Linked DNA regions of Mus musculus: region 2 is linked to region 1. Evidence: chromatin contacts called from public promoter capture Hi-C data. All regions are on one chromosome and are shown on one strand. Each heading gives the region's core, a stretch centred on a gene start, on an enhancer-like site or on the middle of the called end of the contact. The rest is flanking DNA. Distances are from core to core; before and after follow the strand shown.

Region 1 (5,287 bases), core at 1,143-3,642:
TTCTGCTACTGATGGTCAGATCTCTAACCTAAAGACAATAGCTAGAGTTTATTGAACTCTTTCCATGTCCCAAGGCTATGGTCAAAGTTTTATAATTTCCTTTGGTTCTCATAACAGTCTTCTGTGTCAGGACTGTTTATGTCTCACTTTATAAGTGAGAAAACTGAAGCTCATAGTAAGTGATTTGTCATAAACTATCGGGAGCATTAGCAGAGGCAGAATCCAGATCTGAGTATTGAGTCATACCAGAACCACTGAACTGTCTTGATGGCTCCACATTCCCCTACAGACTCAGCTTGCACTGGGAGCCCATCTCTCATTTGATTGACACTTGAAGGACTGAAGACTGTTTCAGAAAAATGGATGAGATTCCACTGAGCAGCAAGTAGCAAGCTGTTCACTAGCACAGGCTGCCCTAGCTTGTATCTGGATGACTGGAGTCTTGCTGCAGCTGAAACCCATCCCAGTCACCCCTCTGTTCAGTCAGCATTTATTGGGTAAATCCCCCTCGCTTGGTGTGCTAGGTATTGAGAATACAGAAATGCCAATTCCTAACCCACAGGAGCCCACAGCATGATTCTGGATGTAAGGGTACAAAATAAAAACCAAATTTCAACAAGGAAACCAGTCCCTGTAATGAAAGAGCCAAACTTCAGGCTACAGGTGTGAATTGCTGCCATGGAAGAAGGCGTAAATGATTTTATATTGTCAGACTTTCTGGAATGTTTTAATATCCCCAAGATTTCAGCTCTGTAGAAAGCCAGACGATGGTTTTTTTTTTTTATGTCCATTAATTGTCCAGCATACAAACCAAAAGGCCACAGACAGTGCTATCTATGAGGGAGCTATACAAGATTCTCCCCAAATCTCCATGCTTTGATAAACTCTCAGTGGACAAGGAGCTGGGAGCATCCTGTACTTGCCTGCCTTGTTAGAGGTTTCTAACAGAACAGGCTCCCAGCGGATGAGAGTGCTCAGATGCTGGGCTTCTCACCGGGGAAGTGTTCCAGAGAGGAGAATGCAGGCATTGGAGGACTGCAAAGAGCCCTGAACACCCCCAAACCTGGTACAAGAGAAGCTGCAGTTGCTTTTACTAGTGGTCCCGCCTGCCTTTCCAGGCCAGACTGCCAAGAGAAAGCTTAACACCTTGATAGAGTTTCCTGTATGGTCCAGGCTGGCGGCATATGTCTAGTGTATGCTAGTGAGTTCTAGGGAGTACCAGAGCTGGAAGGAGGCCCAGGACCCATCTGGTTCCCCTGCCTTCAGGAAGTGTCTTTCTTTTCTCATTTGCAGGAAGGGGAAGGGCAGGCAGGAGGTCTCCTGTCACCAAGCACAGAGCCATGCAGCCCTAACCCTCCCAGTGGCGTCAGCAGCTCCTCTGCTTAGCCAAACACCCCCTCCCAATCCTGAAACCAAAGTTAGATTTCTTAAACCAGACCCACAAGCTAGAATACAGTGGAGATTCCAATTCTACTCCATCCCTCTTGGCCAAAGGGAACCTGATAAAAAGATACCGATCGCTCCCCGCCCACGCTCCTCCCACCCACCCCCCAACCCCCCCCCCCACCCCCGCGCCCCATGCAGACCTAGTGGAACAAGAAAGAAGTCGGACCACTGTACCTCCTCTGGGGTCCAAGTCCGAGGCTGCAGTGACACACACACAGGGAAGGAAGCAGAGAGTCACTCTTGGAGCCTGGCAGGGCTGGTTCCTGGCTAACTAGGCGCTTTCCCAATCTCCAAGCATTTCCAGGCCAGCCACCCTCCCCTCAGAGGAGAGTAACAGGTACAGTTCCCATAGCCCTGCGGATCCAGGATCGGCTGCCTCCACTAGAAGGGTCCAGGCAGCATGGCGCTCAAGGGGCACTCACTGGAAGAAGTTTGCCAACTGCCCCACCCAAGCTACATCCTCCTCACCCCTTAGTAACCCCGGGGAGAGAACTGACTTCCAGCGTTGCGGATACCTAGGGTGGCCCCAGGAACTGGAGCTGGTTGCATTTTTGCTCCCTGGAAGCAGAGAATTCAAGAAGGCTGATTGGGTCCGGGGTTGGATCTGGGGATTGCCCCACTACATAAAGGGGCCAGGGTGCAGTGACCCTGAAGACAGTCCTCAACTGCTGAGGTTTACTGGGTGCATCAACCCCAGGTGCTCTGGCACCAGCCCTCTCCCCCAGGACACACACTCACCGCTCAGCAGGCGACCCTTCGAATCCCTCGGTTTGGCCAGCAGCACCGCCAGCAACATAGCCTGCAGCGCTGCTCCCGGCTGCATGGCTGGACTCCAGTGCCTCCCGACACCCTGGGACTAAGGCAGAGAAGTGGGCAAGTAGACGACTGCGTTTGAGCAACTGCAACCAAGGCAGCTGCATCTCCCAAGGATCCACAGACCCCGCACTGGGCGGAGTCCGGGAGGGCTCTGAGTCGTTGGTTGCCCATCCACCCCCTGGGACGTCACTGCGGGGGAAGGCAGCCCCTTGGGCTGGCCCGCCCCCAACGTCTAGTGCTCTGGACTCCAGAAACTGCTAACTCAGGGGGAGTAGCCAACGGAAGGGGCCGCTCTTTGCAGAGAGCCGCCCAGGGAGATTCTGAGTTTGCCTAAGAGAAAAATCCCACTAGTTTTTGAACTCCCAGAAGGTGGAAAGCGGGTACTGTACTTTCAAACAGTATAGCCTCTTGCCCTCATCACTACCCAGCTCTAGTGGGCTAAAGTAGCAAAACCCCTACTTACACCACAGTAAGCGTCAGACCAGGGCAGCACCTGGGAAAGAACTTGAGCAAGGGAGGAACAGATTCTCAAGCAGGCAGTGTGTCTACTGACTAGAGGCATTTCAGACTTGGCCTGAGGGAGACCTCCAGCAGAAGCTAGAGTATTCCAGATCTCAACCAGAAAGACACTTTGCTTTGTGTAGGGCACATATTGGAAGATAGGAGTGGTTTAGTGGAGTTCAGCTTTTGGTGGACAGAAAAATGACTCCCGTTGCAAAGAATGATCCTATTCTTCCTATGGAAGCTTTCATAACCAACCCAAGTGTATGCTCCCCTTTACACTCCCACAGTAGTTGTGTTTACATGTGTGTTCTCAAATACATTCGCACAGTAGATCCAGTCTCCCATCGAAAATCTATGAAGTAGAAAGCTGAGAGTTCATTGATCTTTCCGGTATACTATGGTATTGCGAAGCGTAGCAGAAACCACATCTCGGTTACTGCCTTCTGGATTTTGGTTCCAGTTTGCTTCTGTTTTCCTGTTTATCCAGCTTTTCAGCAGAGCAGTCAGAAAAGCAGAGAAGGGGCCCTGAGAAATGGACCAGTGGTTAAGAGCAGTCATTACTCTTGCATAGGACTGGGTTCAATCCCAGCACCGGGCAGTGGCTCACAATCAACTGTAACTCCAGTTCCAGGGATCTCCTGTCTTCTTCTGGCCCAGAGGCACGAGGCTTGCATGTGATGCACATACATACATACATACATGCTGGGAAAACACCCACAACACATAAAATGCAAATAAATAAATCTTTTAAGAAACGAAGCAGAGGTGCTTCCACACTCTTGACACACTTGTTCTAAACAGGCCTGAGATAAAGCAGGAGTAGGGATGGATCTGTCTTAGCTCCAGCTGAGAACAGAGCAGGAGCTGTGTGATTACAGAACCCCGGCACCAACAGGTGGGGACTGGCAACCCTTTCCTGTGTTCCGGTTAGACTATCTCACACCAACCATTCTCTCTAGACTGTCTCCCCAGCAAAGCAACTGTGGTGGTGGTGGGACACAGAAGTGGCACCTGATGGTCTGCTTGAAACGCTGCATTTCCTTGGTGTCTGTGTGTCCGTTGGCAAGTCATTTTATTCATTATATATCTTGATGGCATTAATAATTGCCATAACAGTTTTGTGATGGTTTGCCGAGGCAAATATGTATGAAAATGTGCAGTTATACTTGACTTAATGTCATCTTAAATAATTTATTTCTAATATTACAAGATCTGTTTCACTTATGAAACTACCACATTGCTTTAAATAATTGTGTCTTCAGTTCTCCCTTTGACACTCTGACTTTGGTCCATATCGGGGCTTTGTTAGCAGATGCAATTAACTGAGTGTAGTGGCTTACAGTAATGACCCCAATACTTCCCACCTCCCAGGATACATATTCTTTATTATGCTAATAGAGTTCTCTTTACTAAAAAAGTAGAATGTTTCCCTAGGCCGTGAGAGTTATTAATCAATGGAATAAACCAGGACTTGGAGCCCACAGCAGAAAACCCCTTTCCTGTTCTTATTCTCTTTCATCGTCTGACTCTCTGAGAGGAGCAGGCCTCAGATATCCTACTGGTTCATGAGTGTCCCCAAGAGGGTGGTATGTGATGCAGTCCATTGGCAGAGTGCTTCAAGTAGCCTGGAATCAGATCAGTCAGAACCTGAGCTGACCTTGTATGAGCTCCAAAGATTGCTTTAGAACTCTTTGTTAAGTGGTCCTGTTGTAGTAAGAACTACCTGTTATTCCTGGCAACTCAGGCATGTGCCACTGTGGGAGGGCTAGTTGACAAGAAAACTCATAATGCGTTATTTTCCTTGGTAAAATTTCTTTGGCCCAGGATCCATTCCTCAGCTTGATGAGCTCAAAGTTAATTAAAAAACCAGTTAAAATGCTTTTTTTGCACTTTGGAATATTCACACATATATAATGAGATATTTTGGTGATAAGACCCAATTTCAAACCCAGAATTGTTTCCTATACATCTTATAACACAGTCTGAAAGTAATGTTCTATAATACAATTTCTGTGCTTTGTATGTGTGGTACATGTATGTATGCATTTGTGTGTGTGTGTGTGTGTGTGTGTGTGTGTGTGTGTGTGTACTTATGCATGACTTATGGCGGCCAGACATTGGGTGACATTGGGTGTCTTCCTCCACTTCTTATTTTGTGCTTATTTTACTATCCATATCACTTTTTGAGACTATGTCTCTGCTGAATTTGGAGCTCACCAATTGCCTAGATTGGTAGGCTAGTGAGAGCCATGTCACCTCTACAGATCCTCCAGTCTCTGCCTCCAAGACTGGGATTGTAGGTGCTGATATTGTATGTCTGGCCTTTTGTGGAGATGCTAGGGATCCAAACACAGGTTCTCATGCTTATGTGAGAAGCACTCATGGCCACCAAGCCATTTCCTTAGTACCTTCTATGATACTTTTAGTGTATCTGCATTTATTCAGGTCCACTGAAGACACATTTTCTACTTCTGATAGCATACCAGCACTCAAAACACTTTGGACTGTGGATACTCGACTC
Region 2 (5,279 bases), core at 2,644-5,143, 980 kb after region 1:
AACCCTTTCCTCCCCAACTTGCTTCTTGGTCATGATGTTTGTGCAGGAATAGAAATCCTGACTAAGACACCATGAAATTAATGGAATTTGCTATACTAATTTTCAGAAGTATTGATTGTGTAAGTACATTGGTTTATGATTAGTGGTTAGGTTTACTTTTTTCCTTTCTAAAGTATAGTGCAAATTCTCAGTAAAAATTTGTAAACACATCTCACACACACATAAGCATAGAATGTCTTTTGAAACAGGTTTATTATTTATAGCAGCATTTATATGTATTTTTTTTTTAAACCTGGAAACTATTTAGAAAGGAATAGTTGTCTATGTGATTAATTTCTTCTGTCTTTAATAGTAGACTCTAGCTAGTAACCAGATTAGTGGAAAAGGTGGGGGTTATATGGGTTTTCTCCACACTAAACAACAATGTGTATAACAGTGCTTGCAAATTCACCAATTTAAAATAACTAGAATTTTTGTTTTTATTTGTATTGAGTCAGGGTAGCCTTGGCTGTCCTATACCTTGCTATGTAGACCAGGCTGGCCTGGAATGCACTGAGGTTTTCTGCCTCCAGAATGCTGAGATTAAAGGTATAAGCCACCATACCTTTAAATAACATAGTTTTGTTGAGTAGGTATTTGCTATAAATTTGTGTATGAGTAAGCTTTGTCTTTTTCCTTATAGTTGACCTTTTAAGTATAATTCTAAATTTATATGTATTAAGTTTTATGTATGTAAACACTGTCACTAAATTTGTACATCTAGTGAGTGATATAACCAGACAGTGCTGACTACTTTTCTTTATGCTTTCTCTACATTGGAAATAATAGAGTAGTAAAGTTAATTTACTTGGAAAGATTGGGAACTGTTTTGTGTATTAGCCAGTTAAACCCAGCAGGCCAAATCCAGCCTGCTCACATTTTTGTAAATAAAGCTTTATTGGCCAGGCAGTGGTGGCCTTTCATACCTTTAATCCCAACAGGGATTGGGAGGCAAAGATAGGCGGTGAGGGAGGGCAGGTTGGTCAAGGCTACATGGAGAAACCCTGTTTTGAAAATCCCAAAATTAAAAACTTAAAAGTTTTATTGGAACTTGTCCATGCTGATTGTTTGTCTGTGGCTTCTCTTGAGCCATGATGGCAAACCATATGACTTACAAAACCTGAAATAGTTCTTTGCCTTTCTGCAGAGAGAATTAGCTTTCCTCCAGTTTGAAAGAAAAACAACAAACAACAACAAAAGCTCTACTGTATTGAAAGAATGTTTTAAACTGGGCCTTGTGGTACAAATCTATGATCCTAGCTGCCCTTGGATGAGGCAGGGGATTGCATGTTCAAGGTCAGTCTGGACAATTTAGCTCTCCATCTCAAAATAAAAAAATAAATAAATACAGGGCAGCAGATAGAGGTCAGTGATAGCGTACCTAATAGGATCCAGTCCCCTCGGTGGGGTGGACATGGGTACGGTTTTACATACAGTACAAAGGAGTACCACATTAGTATTTTCTCTGAGAGTGGGGGGTAACTAACTTTATAAATTGTACTACTAGTAATTGATATTCTAGAGGATTTTTTTTTTCTCTAAATTTTAGTTACTTCTAAACTTAGTTATTATTGGCTTTCAGGACCTTAAATGTTTCTTTTAACTTTTAAAAAGTTGAAATTAAATAAGAGATTTGCTACAAGTGAATTTGTAAGGTTTTGAGTCTTTACATCATTTAAGATACACTGAGTGAAAGTAATAGTAAATTCTCAACTCTGGCCTGGGGCCTTCTCCATTAGCTTAGACTAAGATGGTTTTTTCCTTTGGTTAGTTGTAGGATGAGTTGAGTACCTTGTCTTGATACAAAGTATCAAAGGGAATAGGGGAGGATTCGTTTTCAGAAGCTTCTCCCAAGAGGTTTTCGCCTTGGCCAGGATTGTAGCATGTTCTATATCTCCTACATTTGCCATTGCTGATCAGATTGTTTTCTTTTGATTTTGTTCCATTATTTTCCTAGTAATATACCAAATGCATTGAATTCTTTTGTCCCCAAGTGGAAAAAGAGCCAAAGTGATCTGTCATATATTAGTAATGCTTAAATGAACATGCAGCTAACATTCTTGGTTCAGAACTTAAATTATAATATGAAAAACATTAATTGCTGTTAAAAATGCTTTATTAAATTATTCTACAGGACTAAATCCAGCCTCCTGCCAGGTTTTACAAGTAAAGTTTTTTTTGAATGATTGCAACATAAGACTATGGCTTATGAAATCTAACATGTTTATTTACCTGGCCCTTTACAGAGAAAGTTTGCTGAACTTTTTTTTTTAAAGTGTCAGTCATGTATCCAGGCAATTGTTACACTATGGTACACTATGCATTTAGGATGGAAGAGATCCTGAGGTGTTGACAGTGTAAAAAAACACGTGCCATACTGAATATCTTAAAAGTGTATTAAGTGGGATTATGGAGTATGTCAGCTGGAATTAGTATTAGTGTATAAAGTTCAAAGAATTCTCTGTGATGTCAATTCTGGATATTTCTTGCTTTCTATTTTTTTAAAATTTTAAATATTCCTGTTTCTGTAAATTAATAATCTTTGAATAAAAGACAGGTGGAGTAGATGTATTTGTCCTTAATAAAGAATCCCCCCCTTTATAAAATGGACAATGAAGCTGTACAGCATCTTAGGGTTAATTGACAGTGTCTTTTCAAGTGTGTTATGTCTGTAGGCTAATATGTCTGAGGATAGCTATGTGCATCCCAACACATCTATAGATGACAGTGCCATGTTGAAGTGTCAAAAGTTGGACACTCATTGTAGGGGGGAATGGATTGAATTTTCTTCGATGTCATGAGAACTGATACTTAAATTTTTTAGGTTCTATATTTAAAGAAACTATACAAACTTAGTTTGGTTTTAAGTAGAAGTGTATATATTGGAAAGATTACTATATGTACCTCAAACAAGCAGCATGATAATTATAGTCATTATTAAATGTGACATTTAATTCTTTAATTCAATAAAATAACTGAAATGGTTTTAGAACAAGATATAGTAAGCTTTATTATGTTTGTGTTTGTTGTCTCATTGATTCTTACTAGCTTGGCCATTTTATAACATTAAGATGAAAAGAAAATGTTGTCCTTGAAAAATAACAGCTAAAGTATTACCTATAGCCTAGATCCTCATCAAAAGCAACAAAACCCTGCTACTGCTAAATAATGTCTAATGTCTCAAAAAATATAAGGTGTAGAGATATTTGTGAATACAATGTTGAGTCTTTGGTTCTTTACTGCTACATGAGTCTGCTTTTCTCTTCCCATTTCTAACGGCATAAAAATGTTTGTTTTATATTTATTTATTTTATATCTTAGTACACTGTCCCTGTCTTCAGACACAGCAGTAGAGGTCATCAGATCCCATTACAAATGGTTGTGAGCCACCATGTGGTTGCTGGGAATTGAACCTAGTCAGTCTCTTAACCACTGAGCCGTCTCTCCAGTACCTAAAAAAATGTTTTCTTAAATGTAAAATGAAGAAGTTGAACTGGAGATGGCTGTCTTACTTACATTTTAGCACATATTTACAAATGATGCTTCATTTGTCTTTCTGACTACCTTAGTAACTATATATTTAAAAAATATTTTAGGTCAGAATTGAAATTCAAGATAATATGTTATTTTAGTACCATTTTACACTTGTTTTAGAAATTAAAATTTTCTCAACTTGCAAATATTTTTTTAAAAATATCTTTAAAACATAGACTACTACCACATGAATACGTCTTAGATATCTTTAGAATTACCTATCAGTTTACAGCTTTGATGATGGTAGAGGAGAAAGCTTTCTCAGCTTTTGTTGTCTGGGACTGGCTTGCCTAGGACTGCATGAAGAAAATCGAATAGGACCAGCAGAACCTAAACCCAGGCTGTGAAGGACTCTGACCTCACTAACTAGTTCCATGCCTTCAGGCAAGCCTCTTAACCACTTCTTCCTTTCTTTTTAGAGGTATAGGAGTTAGGAGTTGGAATACTAAAGTAGGCTGGGGAGAAGGCAGGCAGTTAGGAGAATTAGACCACGTCTGTAAGTGCCTTTAAAGTGAGCATACTGCAGATGTAAGATAGTCTTGTCTTCTGCACTTCACTTGGGAACTGCGTAAGTTGAGAGAGAGAGAGAGAGAGAGAGAGAGAGAGAGAGAGAGAGAGAGAGAGATTACTACACTATTAAGCTAATATATATAATAAACTTTTTTTTTGGTTATTTTTAAGGTTTTAAACCTGAGTGTGTGTGAACTTGGATAAAGTTGTATCCTTTGTCACATATTCTGTTATGAATGTAGCAGTATCAGAGAGGCTGTTTCCATAAGACTTATTAGGGATCTTCATAATGCATTCAAGTTATTTTAGTGTAGTATTTATTTTTTTAAATATTTGTAACTTTTACCAGAGAGGAATAGCAATCCTTTATTTACTTATGTATTTAATATGAGTACACTGTTGCTATCTTCAGGCACACCAGAAGAGGGTATCTGATCCTATTATAGATGGTTGTGAGCCACCATGTGGTTGCTGGGAATTGAACTCAGGAAGAGCAGTCAGTGCTCTTAACCACTGAGCCATCTCTCCAGCCCTCAGTATAGTGTTTATAATGCTCTTTACTTACAAGTCTGGTGATTAAATCCAGTACTACTGTTATTTAAAGTGTTGGAAAAGAATCAAATATATTTGTGTATCTGATATATCTGACATAGATTTGTATATTTTAAGTTTTGATAATTACATTCAAGCACTATACATTTCTTATAATTTTATGTACTTCATACATTTATTGTATGAGCTTAAACACCTCTGGGAGGTGGTTCACAGGTCTCCCTAGAGTGTCCCACATGGAGGAAAAAGGATTGATAAGTTCTTTGTCAGTGTCATAACTGTTGATTTGCCTGCCGTTTACCTAATTGAGGCATTTTAAACTTGTTTTTATTGTATTACTTCCTAGTTTCCCAGAAAATTGGCCAAGAGTTCTTTTAGAATTTTATATAGAGACAACTACTTTGCTCTTCCGTAGTTTGACTCCCAAAAGACTGAAAATGGTTATAGTTAGGCCTTGGGAGAAGAATAACTTGAAAGTAAAATTAGTTTGGTGTTAATTATTGAAGCTTCAGTGTAAGCCACTACTAGACTCCGCTCGGCAGCACCTGTTGCAGCACCTGACCTGTTGGTGTGTTGTGCCAGTGCAGCAGAAAGCCACTTATATGAGGAAGGTCAGCCTCAGAGTTGAAGGACAGAGGATGCTA

Evidence for each region. Promoter capture Hi-C pulls out the DNA fragments that hold promoters and counts their contacts.
Region 2: a promoter capture Hi-C map of liver shows a contact between it and region 1, with 2.3 times the contacts expected there. The contact joins the enhancer-like site here to the promoter of Layn in region 1. A contact is called at or near these places in 10 of 39 promoter capture datasets (the 3T3-L1 cell line, the HPC-7 cell line, HPC-7-derived erythroid cells and 6 more).

Annotation. Positions count from the first base shown.
Region 1 is chr9:51,074,702-51,079,988 of GRCm38.p6, forward strand. Layn (layilin) reads right to left here and starts at 2,393. Exons shown (of 8, transcript NM_001033534.1): 1 at 2,185-2,393; 2 at 1,621-1,644. The coding sequence starts at 2,269.
Region 2 is chr9:52,051,433-52,056,711 of GRCm38.p6, forward strand. The region is part of intron 1 of Rdx (radixin); the gene reads left to right. Among named protein-coding and RNA genes, the nearest start is that of Rdx, 6.1 kb to the left of the region's middle. Within about 2 kb of position 3,894, at least 5 of the 459 cell types and tissues checked have an H3K27ac peak or open chromatin away from gene starts, as enhancers often do. A contact at or near this core is called in liver, where this site is marked.